Linked DNA regions of Sus scrofa: region 1 is linked to region 2. Evidence: chromatin contacts called from public HiChIP or PLAC-seq data. All regions are on one chromosome and are shown on one strand. Each heading gives the region's core, a stretch centred on a gene start, on an enhancer-like site or on the middle of the called end of the contact. The rest is flanking DNA. Distances are from core to core; before and after follow the strand shown.

Evidence for each region. HiChIP or PLAC-seq counts read pairs in DNA pulled down with a chosen protein or histone mark.
Region 1: a contact with region 2 is called in an H3K27ac HiChIP or PLAC-seq map of skeletal muscle. The contact joins the enhancer-like site here to the promoter of PEX11B in region 2. A contact is called at or near these places in 3 of 5 promoter capture datasets (fetal liver, fetal skeletal muscle and liver), 4 of 47 Hi-C or Micro-C datasets (embryonic fibroblasts, heart right ventricle, omental adipose tissue and 1 more) and 2 of 2 datasets of contacts at active chromatin or transcription factors (alveolar macrophages and skeletal muscle).

The regions. Positions count from the first base shown.
Region 1 is chr4:99,360,779-99,367,957 of Sscrofa11.1, forward strand. POLR3GL (DNA-directed RNA polymerase III subunit RPC7-like) reads right to left here. Exons shown (of 10, transcript XR_002343450.1): 3 at 6,906-7,072; 4 at 6,441-6,570; 5 at 5,520-5,588; 6 at 4,894-4,950; 7 at 4,596-4,669; 8 at 4,354-4,467; 9 at 3,912-4,048; 10 at 2,167-3,519. Among named protein-coding and RNA genes, the nearest start is that of ANKRD34A, 13 kb to the right of the region's middle. Within about 2 kb of position 2,298, at least 66 of the 83 cell types and tissues checked have an H3K27ac peak or open chromatin away from gene starts, as enhancers often do. A contact at or near this core is called in alveolar macrophages, embryonic fibroblasts, fetal liver and 5 more, where this site is marked.
Region 2 is chr4:99,413,097-99,419,432 of Sscrofa11.1, forward strand. It overlaps PEX11B (peroxisomal membrane protein 11B), which reads left to right and starts at 2,307. Exons shown (of 4, transcript XM_001927969.4): 1 at 2,307-2,413; 2 at 3,204-3,319; 3 at 4,287-4,488. The coding sequence starts at 2,358. GNRHR2 (gonadotropin-releasing hormone (type 2) receptor 2) reads right to left here and starts at 1,752. Exons shown (of 3, transcript NM_001001639.2): 1 at 1,223-1,752. The coding sequence starts at 1,732.

The sequences.
Region 1 (7,179 bases), core at 1,048-3,547, 52 kb before region 2:
GGCAGGGGTTCAAGTTTTGGGAACCCTGGCCCACAGCTGAGGCTCTCAGGAGGAGGGGAGGTTTGGGAATGGAGAACCGTCCCAGAGTCAGAGGTCGGGAGGGAGGTGGGCACAGCCCCTCCCTGCATTGGTCAGGACTGGGTCTTAGAAATCCCTGGATTCCTTCCTCCAAAGTCTAAGATGATCAAGGAGATCACACTTAGCGTCTCAGGTTCTGCAGTTAAGGTTGGATCACTGCCTTCCCTCAGACTCGCATTAGGGTTGCAGGAGGAACCTCCCTTCCCTTCAGAATACAAAAGGGCAAATTAAGTACTGTTGGGAATAGGCAAAGACTTTTCTAAGATGATACTAGGAAACCAGAGCTTCATTATTTCCAGCTTTCCGGTCCCAAATGATCTTGGGGAAAAAATGAGCCTCAGTAGGGGAAAGGTCAGTGGAGAAAAGGTTACCACTGGTCTGGCCAGATTAGCTGAGCTATTTCTGTCTAGCTCATTTCTTTTCTCTGTCCTCTGGCCAGACATGCTGCATGAGGGGAGATAGAGACGATCTGCCCTGCAGGCCCATTCCTCAGTCGGAAATTTCTTGATGGTCTGCTGGATTTGAGTCCTGGCTTGCTGCTTGTGACCTTGAACTCTGCTGCAAGGGTATCTCTTTCCTTGCTAGTTAATGGAATTGCTGATCTTCCTGCTACTCAGGCTGCAGCAGATTCTTGGAAAGGACTGGCTAGATGCCTGAGGTATCTTTAGCCTGCCCAGCTGAAAACAAGGTGGGGAAATCCAGTGGCTGGAATGAGTTCAGCAAAAGCTGGACACATCCTGATCTTTATTCTCAGGACCATTTGGATTCTTGCAGGTGGATCAGCATCAGCTTGAAAGATTCCTAGTGGACATCGAATCAAATCGTTTCATACACGAGGAATGTGAGGCTTGGAGGCTAGACACGGAACTTTCCCAAGTGCACAAAGCTATGGAGTGGTATAACCAGGACCATGAGTCAGTGCTTCGCCCAGTTGAAATGGCAGCTTTTCCCCTTGGCTTAGTTCTTAAACCATCCTAGGCCTATAAGCCACCCTTCCTTACTTTCAAAGTTCAAACAGCAATAAAAATGAATTGAGGAAGGAGTTCCCTGATGGCCTAAAGGTTTAAGGATCCAGTGTTGTCACTGTTGTGGTGTGAGTTCGATCCCTGGCCACATACTGCAGGCATGGCCAAAAAAAAAAAAAGAATTGAGGAGAATAATTGCCTTCTCCTCACCAAACAATGGGTGTCCTATCCACATAACATTTGACCCTCCAATTTTCATTGGTCTCCCCTCCCAATCTTTTAGCTTCATGTTGCATCTAGGTCTTCCACTCAGCTGTTCCTCAAACCACTTGAGTCCCTGTGCTTAAATTTGCAGACCCCAATCTCAAGTTTCCTATCCAAGGTTGGAGGGGACATGGGGTAGGGAATAGGATTCTTGCCTGAGAACTTAGCCTGCCTGGGGCCACAGCCGTGGGAGTGGAAGCAGTCTGTTCAACATAACAGGTCCCAGCAGGCACACAGTACACGGCTGAGCAAGAATGGCGTGGAGCCTCTCTAAATGTTTGCCAACAGAGCCTCAATCTCTAATCTCTCAGGTGGTCCTCTGGAGGATTAGCAGCCAGGATCCTATTTACTGAGCCTTAGGCTTCAGCCTCAGCCTGCCCACTAGAACCTAAAAGCTATGGAAAGTAGGGGAAGGGTCAATGGAAACAGTCTAGCTCATGCCTGGAACACTTCTGGAATCTGGGGAAGCTGCTGGGTCCCCTGTCTCTGGCTTTGTTCAGCAAGGTCACCTGCCAGAAGCAGCGGGAAGCCAGATGGGAAAGAGTCCAGGAATGGTCTGATCTTTCTGACACCTTGTCTTTGAGGCAGTGCAACTGATTACAAGTGGCCACTCTAATCTTTATTCTTTCCCCTATTTCATGGGAAAAGGATGTGTGTATATGCGGAGGGGGGAGCAAAGATGTGTTCAGTTCTCCTCTACTGTCTCTTGTCTAGAATCTTCTTTGTTCCCAACTTTTAAATTCCCATGCTGACATTAAGTGGGATTTAGCAGGTCCAGCTGTGCACCCCCCACAGCTATAGATACAGTTAACCAGATTAGGTCTGGTATGTGTGTATATACAGGGGAGAAAGGCAAAAGGAAATTTTTCAGTGTCTTTTATTTTTGTTTCTTGCAGATTTCTCCCTGGCCACAATCAGAGGCTATAGTGTGACTATGGGAAACCCCAGTGACAGGTCCCCTGGCCCCTCCACGGACACAATACCACAGAAAACTAGAAAAGGAAACATCAATCATCACAAATTGCTCAATCACTCTGGAATGTTCTGTTTCTATTCCTGTTTCCTTCTCTGTTCTCTTGGCTGCTTTAAACTTAAAACCTACTACCACACCCAAATCAGGCTTTTAAGGTGCTTTCCCTCAATGGAGCCACAGCCCCTATTCATTCTTTGCAATGGGGTCAAAAATCTCTAATATTAGGTTGCCAGCCTCTATCACTTGATGCTGTAGGGAATTCAGTCTGCCTGTCTGAATATGGTTGAGGAATTTCTTGATGATTCTCCCACATCCTCTCTTTATGGCTTTCACATGTTTAGTAAGGTCGCTATGACAGCATCTCAGCTATCTATGCCTGCTTCCTTATCCAGTCCCTATTCTGGACACGCAGCTCGCCCGTGACTGTTGCATGTCAAGTGGCTGGAACCAATCAGTTCATCTAGGGCTTCCTCAGAAGCCAATCAGAGCCTAGGGAAGTGACCTCACCCAAGGGAGAACTGTGTGGGTGAGAAAGCACCTCTCAGAGCTGAGTGTCCCTAAGTCCTTGCCTTCCTCATGCCCCCCCTTACTTCCTGTAAAGCAACACTGCCTACCCTCCCCCACCCCTCCCCCAAAGAAGGGAGAGAAAGGCTGACCAAAAGAGAAATTGCAGTTCAGCCACATAGCAGATTCCAGAAGTGGAGAGAAGGATATTTAGAGGGCTCCCTCTTCACAGAAACACTTTTCAAAGTGGGGTCTCCAGGGCCTGGAAGAGGGTGAGTGGGTGTGCAGAAGAATCAGCACCTCCTCCCGACTCCCTCCTCCCACCTGGCCTTCTTGACTCTCCCCACAAAAATAGCTATAATCGCTCCTTGTAAACAAGGACAAGAGCAAGGTCAAGTGTGGGAAAGCGAGGGCCCGTGTCCCTGTAAACACATGTGAACAGAGATAATCACGTCCCCATTGCTTGAGGACCAGAAGCTCAAAAGCCAGCTGCTCTGCAGGGGGTGGGCTGTTTACAACTCACTCTGCACAGCCCTTAGGATGAGTTCCTGAATGTTCCCTGGCAGAGCTAGATTGGGAGTAGGTGTCCCACCACAGGGGGTGGCAAGAAGGTACAAAGGACAGGAAGGCTGAAACCCCCAGTGTGTCACACAGGACTCTTCACAGGTAAGGAGAGAAGAACAGCTCACTGGGCATCCCCTTCATTCCTCCAGCCCTCTCCCACTGGGCCTCGCCCTGGACAGAGACAGATAAAAACATTTTACTTAAAAATATAAAACTGGTCTGACTGCTCCTAACTGTTCCCACCCCCAATTACCTCCAAAAAGAACTGTAAAAAATGGGTAGGGGCATGCGCACAGCTGTCTCGGCTCTAAGGACTCCAGGAGGAAAGGACCCTCCTTTCCCCTTTTCATACAGTCAAGACACTGGTGCTTTGCCCTTCCTTCCCCCAAGATATCACAGGCGATACAGTTTCAGAGGAAAGAGGGAGGGGAAAGGTGGAAAAGAGAGCTATCAGTTGCCACTCTCTATTCGTATCTCCAGGGACCAAATAAGTTATCTGGATTCTGATCAAATGATTTGATTATTCACAAAACCAAATAGTAGGGAGGAGTTACTCTCTGTACCCTAAATCAAGAAAGATATGAGGGTCCAAGGTATTGTTCAGGGTCCTTCTTCAGTATATAGCCTCATCCATATTGTCATCACTGTCACCCCCAAAGTCCTCTCCATTGTCAAAATATGACATGATGTAATCAGTTTCCTGAAATAGAAAAACAGGAAGGAAGGTCAGGTATATTTTCAGTGTTCCACTTCGTCCCTGTGCACCAGTCTCCTTTCCTCTCAATATCCCCGTTCTGGGGCTGAGAGGGCCCTTCAAGCTGTAGTTCACTCTTGAGAAGTGCCCAGGGGCAGATAAAGTGGAGGGCACTATCTTTTGGAGGCACTATCTCCTTTGGTCCTCCAGCCCTCTGAAGAGACCACCCCTGGTGGACAAGGTTGAGATTCCTCAGAGCTCATGAGCAGAAGAGAGGGGGTCCCCTGAGAGTGAAAGGAGGTCCCCATCACCTCTTCATGCTCTTCTTCGTCATACTCCTCTTCCTCTTCCTCTTCTTTCTCTTCTTCTTCTTCTTTCTCTTCGTCTTCCTCTGAAGTTACTTCTTCCTCCTTCTTCTCCAGGGTCTGTGTGAGGATGAAGAGGAAGAGAAATTCAGACACAGCCACATAAGAAAAAAATCGAGGCACACACGGGCCAAAGGAGAGGAATGAATCTGGGGTCCAAGTGATCTCAATGCGCATTGCTTCCTTACCTCTAGTTTCTGTATTGTTTCCTCCTTATCCTCTGTGGTCTTAAGGGGCCTCTTGGGAAGTAGAATGGTGGTCCCTGGTGAGAGGATCAAAAGGTGAACCTTCAGAGAGTAAACTTCCTTGTTAACTGGTCTACCACACCCTCTTGCACAGACCATGTCACTCTGCTGCCCTCATGTGGCCACCATGGCATCCAGCAACAATACTGGGTAGACGGGATAGGCCCTGGGAGAGCAGCCTTGGCCCTCCACCTGATGAAGGAAACCTCTCCTCTCCCTCCTTTTTCCCAGATACACTCACGTTCCTTCTGTATCTTCCGCACTCGGATCTTTAGCTCCCTGGGTAGACGTCGCCAATCTAGGAAGAGCAGGAACATAAAAGTCAGGCAGACTCTGTCTGCGGGTCTCCTATGAATGAGGACTCCTTTTTTTTTTTTGGTCCTTTTAGAGCCGCACCCGGACATATGGAGGTTCCTAGGCTAGGGGTCGAATCTGAGGTGTAGCTGCCGGCCTATGCCGCGCCACGCGGGCTTGAACTGCGTCTGTAACCACAACTCAGGGCAACACCAGATCCTTAACCCATTGAGCAAGGCCGGGGATCAAAATGGGTCCTCATGGATACTACTCAGGTTCATTAACCATTGAGCCACGACGGGAACTCCTGATGACTCTTTTTAACGGAGAGATAAGATCAGGGTAAGGATGAGGAAAGAAGTTTTGCTTCAGAGTTGCCTGGATGCCTGCCGAGCAGTGGGGTTACTTCATGGGTTTTAGGTAGAGTCTGAGAGTGTTTGGGAGCACGTCTGAGGTTCCTGAATAGGGTGGAGGTGGGGGCAGAGGAGGGTGGAGAAGACGGTGGTGGCTTGAGGCTTGAGGCATTTCAAACATTTGAAAGAAGGGAAGTTGGCGAAAGGCCCCATCACCTACCGGGGTTCCAGTCGATGGCACTGTCAACTGGCCCTGACATCTGATACTTGTCTGAGTAACGTTCCACATCTGAGGGATCAGAGGTCAAGGGTCAAAGTTTTATCCTTTCAGAGCCCTAGAATAAGATTGTTCCTGAGGGCGCAATCCTCTCATAACTCAAACATTGTCTGCTCCCTCACCCCAGACCCAGAGCCCAGAAGGTCAGCTTCAGCGAGGACATTCAACACTCTTCTAACCCGGCCTTCTGCCACCAGATTACAATGTTTTTATCTCCCTTAACCAGAGGCATGGCTATGTGGACTGGTAGTGTGGTACAGTTGAAAGCATACTAGAGCAAGAAACTAGGGTTTCAGTCTTCCCTTTACTCTTTGTCAATGGGACTAACTTAGGCAAGTCTTTTATCACTCTGAGCTTTACTTACTAGGGCTTTAGTAGGAAAGCACAAGTTGTCAATATACTGAAATACTGTACTGCCACACCCACTGGTAAATATCCACTATCCCAAGCCTCCCAAAGGTGCCCCCTTCTCCAGTCCGTCCTGGTCGCCCTGACATCTCCCAGATCCACAAACCAGAGGGGTAATCTTAATTAGCAGGGCTTCTCAGAGACCCCTTCTCAACCCCTTCTGACTGGTTGGTGCCTGCAATACCCAGAGTGTTAAAATTTTTTATACATCTTCACATTTATACCTGTAAAATGGGCAGTTTTATAATAACCTCCTACTGTCCAAGACTATTGTGAGGCTCAAAACAAACCATGGACACTTCCATGCATTGCAAACACAGGGGTAATTGTTATAGCTCCCTAGTTAGGCGATGAGCTTCCTGTGCCTCTTCTGGCCTCTCTGGGCCTCAGTGGTGTTATGTACAGGGCACTACTCATGGAAGACACTTGGAACCTGATTCCAGCATTCCAACTGACCTCTTTTGGGGACAGCAGGCCGGATGAAGTAGGGGAGCTGCCTCATGGCCCCTCGTAGCTCCTGCTTCAGTGCCAGGACATATTCCCCTTCCTCTCCTGAGGGCAGAGGCACTGGGCGGAACTCCAAGGGCTAAGGAGGCAGAGGCAATGGTCAGATCAGGGAGAAAATCTGGGAGGGCCTCTCCTCTCCTCACAATTCAAGCCAATGCTCCTACTGAGCAGAGGACCAAAGGGAAATGGGGGAGCAACACAGCATTTTGAAAGCTGGGGAGCTGAGAGTGTAAGAAATAAGGGTAGACACTACCTCGTCTGCAGAACATCCCACGGAAGCTGAGAGTGTAGAGACGGGTTGAGGGGTGGAGGGGGAAAGATGAGGATGATTTAATGATGGCCCAGGAGGAATCTAGGATCATATACAGTCGGCCAGGGACGTGGGAGTCTTGGGAAAGAAGGGCAGACACTCACAGGGAAGAGTGGCGAAGGCTGCAGGGTGGGTGGGGGCAAGGCATCCCCCTTCCCAATGCCCACAGCCTCCATGTTGAAGGTCAACTGGCCCCGGCCACGACCCCGGCCCCCACTCCGGCTGGCCATGGTGGAGGAGGCCTGAGGATTCAGAGATCCAGTGAGAAAACCTGATAAAGACAAAAACAAAGAAAAAAGTATAGTAGATCGGACAGGAACCAGGGAGGTACAAAACACGTAATTTTTTCTCCCTGAGACCTGTAAAGCCAGTTTAATT
Region 2 (6,336 bases), core at 1,057-3,556:
TTCAAGTCTAAAATTTGCTTCACATAAACCCAACTGTAATTCTTTTTGCACAACAGGCTGTTTTTTTAAATTTAGGGTAGATAGGTCTTGCAACATATTGTTGGAAGAAGTATTTTTTGTCTTAGGACTATATAGTCAGACTAACTTTTGGTTGTTATAATACTTGAGAATTTAAGGATCAAATCTTAGTCTGACTCTATCATTCCAGAGACTGAAATTGTAGCCCCTCTCTGACATAATCCTAATCCTGGTCTCAGAGCTGCTGCTTTACTCCCCCCAGATAGTGGTAACGGTTTGGGTGTTTTGAAGGAAATGCTTGATATTTAGCTTTTTCCCCCTAGATTTCTAGTTCATTTCAATATTGATATTTGATTAGAATAAAAAAAAATACAAATCTGACTATGTTATTCTCCATCTTTTACTTTAGTGTCTCTCCACTGCCCTCAGGATAAAGTATGAGTTTATTATTTGTGATCTGGTTCTACCCCTCCAGGCTCATTACTCACCATTTTCTAGCCCTCAATTTTAGCTGCAGCCACTTAGTGACTGTCTACTGTCCATCCTCCCCAGCATTCCTCCAGCTTTAACTTGTTTAACACCAATCTTTCAAGAAATTATAACATCTCTGAGAAGTCAGGAAGCTTTCCCTGACTATCCAAGAGTGGGTCAGACCTGCCCCCCCACACACACACATTGTTTTTAGCTCCTTATGCTTACCTTTAGTGTAATACCTAACTGCACACTGTATTGTAATTGAGTACTAATTTGACCCTGCACTAATCTATACATTTCTTGAAGGCAGGACTTTGTTGCTCTATGCTTGATAGAGCATTTGAATGCACCTGGAGGATGCACATTATTTTTTTGAACTGATGAATGAAGGTACCGCAAAGTTTTACCCAAAGCCCCTGATTTCACTGTCTTCTTAATGTCTTCCCATGTATGTTTCCTCCATGCCCTAGAATTTTTTTTGCAATAATCCAAAGAAAGCGGAGAAGGTGGGATTAGGAGGATACAAAAAAATGGAAGCCAACTGTAGTAAAAATAAAGGCTTGTAGCAGAAAATACAAATTAATGATCTTAACTTGCGGAAGAGATAGCAGAGTCTCTCCGTTGAGGATTAATGGTGACCACGGCCAAGCACGCTCCTTGAATCTGAAGGCTCATGTGGTGCACCCAAATTCTTGTCCGGTGTAGCCCTGAGTCCCGACAAGTTACTCACCTGAGGCAAGGCAAGAAGGAAACTGAGTAGCCAGGCTGCCCCCAGAAGTTTCCTTCCAGCTGAGCGGGGTCCAAGCGGGTGTAGTACGGCTGCCTGGCGGTCGAGCCCAATGACCACAGGCAGGAAAGCTGCGGCATACATGGCCATTAGTTTCAGGAACATGAGTGTTCGACATGCGATGTCCCCGGCCAGCCACTGAACAGTGATATTCCAGGAGGCATCTAGGGGCATAACCACAAAAGTAACCAGTAAATCGGCAGCTGCTAAATGAGCAAAAAGTCGTCGTACCGGAGAGGGGCGGAGCTGGCTGGGTTGCGGCCGTGTCACCGACCACAGTACGGCCAGGTTTCCTCCAGCCGAAGAAACAAATAGCACAACGGTCACTCCAACCCGGACCTTAGCTGCAACTGAGAAGGTGGGTAGCTCTGAGCTCTCCACCTCTACTCCTGATCCCGCCCAGACCTCTTCCCCCACTGCTGACCCCAAAGGGGTGCCATTGCCTGCAGACATGGTGACATGGAAGGGAAAGGGATGGGGGGATGAAGTGTGGGTTTGAAGAGGTTAGCTGAATCCACTCATTCTTCTTTCCTTTTCAGGATCTGGAGTTGGTTATTTCGCGAACTTAGTCCACTAAAGCCTCTGAATCTGGAGATTCTCCGTATGTATTCTGGAGGTCATCGGTCCAAGTGTTAGAATCCTGCAGGGAACAGGGATCTGGTGCTGGCTTTTACTTCCACAGACTTCTCAAGCCCCTAGGGCATCCTAAATTAGGGGAAACCTTATCCTAGCGGCCGCGGCAAGAGCACTGCGGCACCTTCTCGCTCCGCCCCCCATCCTGCAAGCCCCGCCCTTGGCCTCGAATGTTTAAAGAAGAATGTGCCTCTGGAGGCGTACTTAGGAAATAGAGATCAGCTGATAAGAAGGCGAGCTAACGGAGGCACCCACAAAAACACGCAGGTGTAGGCCCAGAGACAAGTGCTTCTAGTTCCGAAACTCCGCTTCTGTGGCTGGCTCCGTTCAAATTTCTTTTTGACGATGTTTGTCCCTTGCGCGACACCGTTGGGCCGTCCGGTAGGCGTGACTAGGGGCGGGAAGTGGGCGGGGGTGGGGCTGCGGAGCCGGGGCCGCCGCTGTCATGGACGCCTGGGTCCGCTTCAGCGCTCAGAGCCAGGCCCGGGAGCGGCTGTGTAGGTGCGGCCCGAACAGGAATGGGGGAGGGCGGGCAGAGGAAGGTCCTCGTGAAGCGAGGACAGTTCACACTACGGGGGTCAAAAAGGGTCATCTTGGGCTACGGGGGCCCGGACGGACCGCGAGGGGTTGATTTGAACCAGCCGTGAGGCCGTGATTCGTTTTTGCTCACGGGAAAGATGGGAAAACTGAGGCACGAGTGGGCCAGCGGGGAGGTCGCTCAGGGATGCGCGTTCACATGAGACTAATACTTCCCTCGCCGGGTGGTGGTGGCGTGAGGAGCATCCGCCCCGTGGTTGATAGCGACCTGAACTCTGTCCCCAGAGCTGACCAGTCGCTCCGAAGTTTCCGTGTCCCCTCATCCTACTGACCCGCGAACTCTTCTGCCTCCGTCCTGCCTTCTAGTCTCGATTCCCCTCAAGAGCCTTGGAAATCTCTCAGTTCACCTTTCTGAAGAATTTCCCCTCCAGCTATCCCCCACTCCCTCACGTGGACACACACATGTTCACACTAGAAGTGCTTGTGATGGACGCCTTGCCACCTTGTCCTCTTCGGGCCTCATGTAGTCAAATCTCTTATTTTCTCAATTCTAAGTAGTGCTACCCAAACTCTTCGAGGCTCCTTTTTATCCTTATGCCTTTCTTTTCCCCTGCCTGGAGATAGAGCTTGAGGAGGAAAGGGAGTAGTCTCAAATTGGAAAAAGGGGGAATCCAGACTTGCCTTTAGGAGGACGTTTTTGAGGGGGAGATTAGGGAGGTCTCCACCTTACATTACCGCTCACTCTCTCCTCCAGGGCCGCCCAATATGCTTGCTCCCTTCTTGGCCATGCCCTACAGAAACATGGGGCCAGTCCTGAGTTACAGAAACAGATTCGACAGCTGGAGGGTCATCTGAGCCTAGGAAGAAAGCGTAAGTAACCATGCCTCTTGGAGTTCCCTGGTGGCGTGGTGGTTAAGGGTTCTGCTTTGTCATTTCAGTGGTGCAGGTTCAGTCCCTGGCCCAGGGACCTCTCCATCCTCCTGGGCAGCTTAAAAATAGAAAAAGAAACAAAAAAAGCTGTTCCTGTCCTTTCATTATTTTATTTCTTTTTTTTCTTTTTTTTTTTTTTTTGCCTTTTTGCCATTTCTTGGGCTGCTCCCAGGCTGGGGGTCCAATCGGAGCTGTAGCTGCCAGCCTACGCCAGAGCCACAGCAACGCGGGAGCCGAGCTGCGTCTGCAACCTACACCACAGCTCATGGCAACGCCAGATCGTCAACCCACTGAGCAAGGGCAGGGACCAAACCCGCAACCTCATGGTTCCTAGTCGTATGCGCCAACCACTGCGCCATGACGGGAACTCCATGCCTTTTCATTATTTTAACACTTCCTCCCTCCCCAGCTATTCTTCCTTTGTTCTGCCCTGTTTTTTGGGGTGTTTTGTTTTTGTTTTGCATGTGGAATTTCCTGGGCCAGGGATCGAACCCACGCCACAGCAGTGAACAGAGCCACTGCAGTGACAACTCTAGATCCTTGACCCTCTTAACCGCAAGAGAACTTCCTTCCTGTTTTTGACCTTTTCTTCCAATTGTCCCTCATTTGCCCTTGCACTTATCTTCTGCATGTCTCCTGAGTAAGATAAAAGAGCAGGGGTAAGAGTAATGAAGGATTGGAGAGAACAGGGCAAATTTGAGAAAACTAGTGCCACAGAAATTAATTAAAACTTGTAAAAAAGAATGAACTGTTTCCGCTTTTCTTTTAAATTGTTATTATTGTTTCTATCACTTGCTCGACTTTCACTTTCTTTCTTTCTTTCTTTCTTTCTTTCTTTCTTTCTGTCTCACTCTCTGTTTGCCTCTCTCCTCCCAAATTTTTGCTTTTCCTTTCTAATCCCCACAAGTTCTACGCCTCGGTAACTCAGCAGATGCCCTTGAGTCAGCCAAACGAGCTGTGCATCTATCAGATGTTGTCCTGAGATTCTGCATCACTGTTAGTCACCTTAATAGAGCTTTGTACTTCGCCTGCGATAATGTCCTGTGGGCCGGAAAGTCTGGACTTGTTCCCCGTGTGGATCAGGAGAAGTGGGCCCAGCGTTCATTCAGGTTTGATATGCTTTTGTCCTGCAAGACTTTTTATATTCTCCATACTGTATAGCCCACCATTCATGAGAGAACAATCTATCCCAGCACATATACATCTTAATCACTTAATCTTTCATTTAGATCTTAAACCATCAGAGAATCATGAATGGGAGCAGATGGAAGACAGATGCTCTCTCATGATGGGTGACTAAGATTGGGCAAAATGAGATATTAATAATATTACTTTAATTTGGCTTCTATCTGTAAAACAGTTTATGTCCCTCACTGCCTGCTAATTCATTCATTCTAAAAATATTTAGTAGCTGCTTACTGTGAGCCAGGGAATAATAAAGCAAAGAGTCAAATAGGAATGGTTCATGCTCTCATGAAGCTTCTAGTCTAGTAGGGGAGTCAGTTATTTAAAACAAGTAATCACCAAACCATATATTTGTGGAAAAGTGTAGAATCTCATGAGGTATCTAACAAGGGGAGCTAATGTAGATCAAAAGGTCAAGGAAGAACTCTTTGAGAAAATTAAATTTTATTTCTGAGTAGAAGTTATACAAAGCAAACAGTAGCAGAGAAGACCATTCCAAACAGAATATAGCACATTCTAAGACCTTGAACCAAGAAAGGCTTAATGGAATTAGAGACATAGAAAGAAAGCCAGTGTGTTCTTAATGGAATTAGAGACATAGAAAGAAAGCCAGTATTGAGTAAGGACTTAAGTTCAAACTGGAGAGATAGACAGGGGCCAGATCATTCATGCAAGGCCCTCTAGGCAATGGTAGGATTTTTTTGTTTAGTTTTGTTTAAATTTTATCCTAAGGGAGTTCCCGTTGTGGCGCTGTGGCGTAGTGGTTAACAAATCTGACTGGGAACCATGAGGTTGCGGGTTCCATCCCTGGCCTTGCTTAGTGGGTTAAGGATCTGGTGTTGCCGTGACCTGTGGTGTAGGTCGCAGATGCGGCTTGGATCCCGCGTTGCTGTGGCATAGGCTGGAGCCTACAGCTCCGATTGGACCCCTAGCCTGGGAACCTCCATATGCCTCGGGAGCGGCCCTAGAAAAGGCAAAAAGACAAAAAATAAATAAATAAATTTTATCCTAAGTACAGTGGGTTCTGAGCAGGGATGTGACATGATTCAGACTGCTTTTAAAGAAGATCACTCTTGGAGTTCCTGTTTTGGCTCAGTGGGTTAAGGATTCAGTGTTGCTGTAAGCTGCAGCATAAGTTGGAGATATGGCTCAAATATGTTATTGCCCGATCCAGTGTTGTCCTGGCTGTGGCGTAGGCTCCAGTTGCAGCTCTGTTTGGACCTCTGGCCTGGGAACTTCCATGTGCCACAGGTGCAGCCAAAAAAAAAAAAAAAAAAAAGAAAGAAAAGAAAAGAAAGGAAATCTCTGATCTTTTTTGTGGTAGTATGGAAAATGGATTGCAGTAGAGCTAAAGAGGAGGAGATGTCCTGATGTTGCCAAGAAATGATGTTGGCTTGAGCTAAGGAGCAGGCTAATAATGAAGGTGGAAGGAAATACGATTTGGAAAAATGAAATTATCTGTATACCTCTCACGTGTATGTGTGTATGTATTTATTTATTTATTTTAAAATATGATTTGGGAAAATGAAATTATCTGTATACCTATCACATGTATGTATGTATGTATGTATTTAATTTTTTTTTTTTTTTTTTTTTTTTTGCAGTTTAAGGCCATACCTGCAGCCTATGGAAGTTCTCAGGCGAGGGGTCGAATCAGAGCTGTAGCCGCCGGGGCCTACACCAAGCCACAGCAACACGGGATCCAAGCCAGGTCTGTGACCTATACCACAGCTCATGGCAACACCTGAGTGAGGCCAGGGATCAAACCTGTA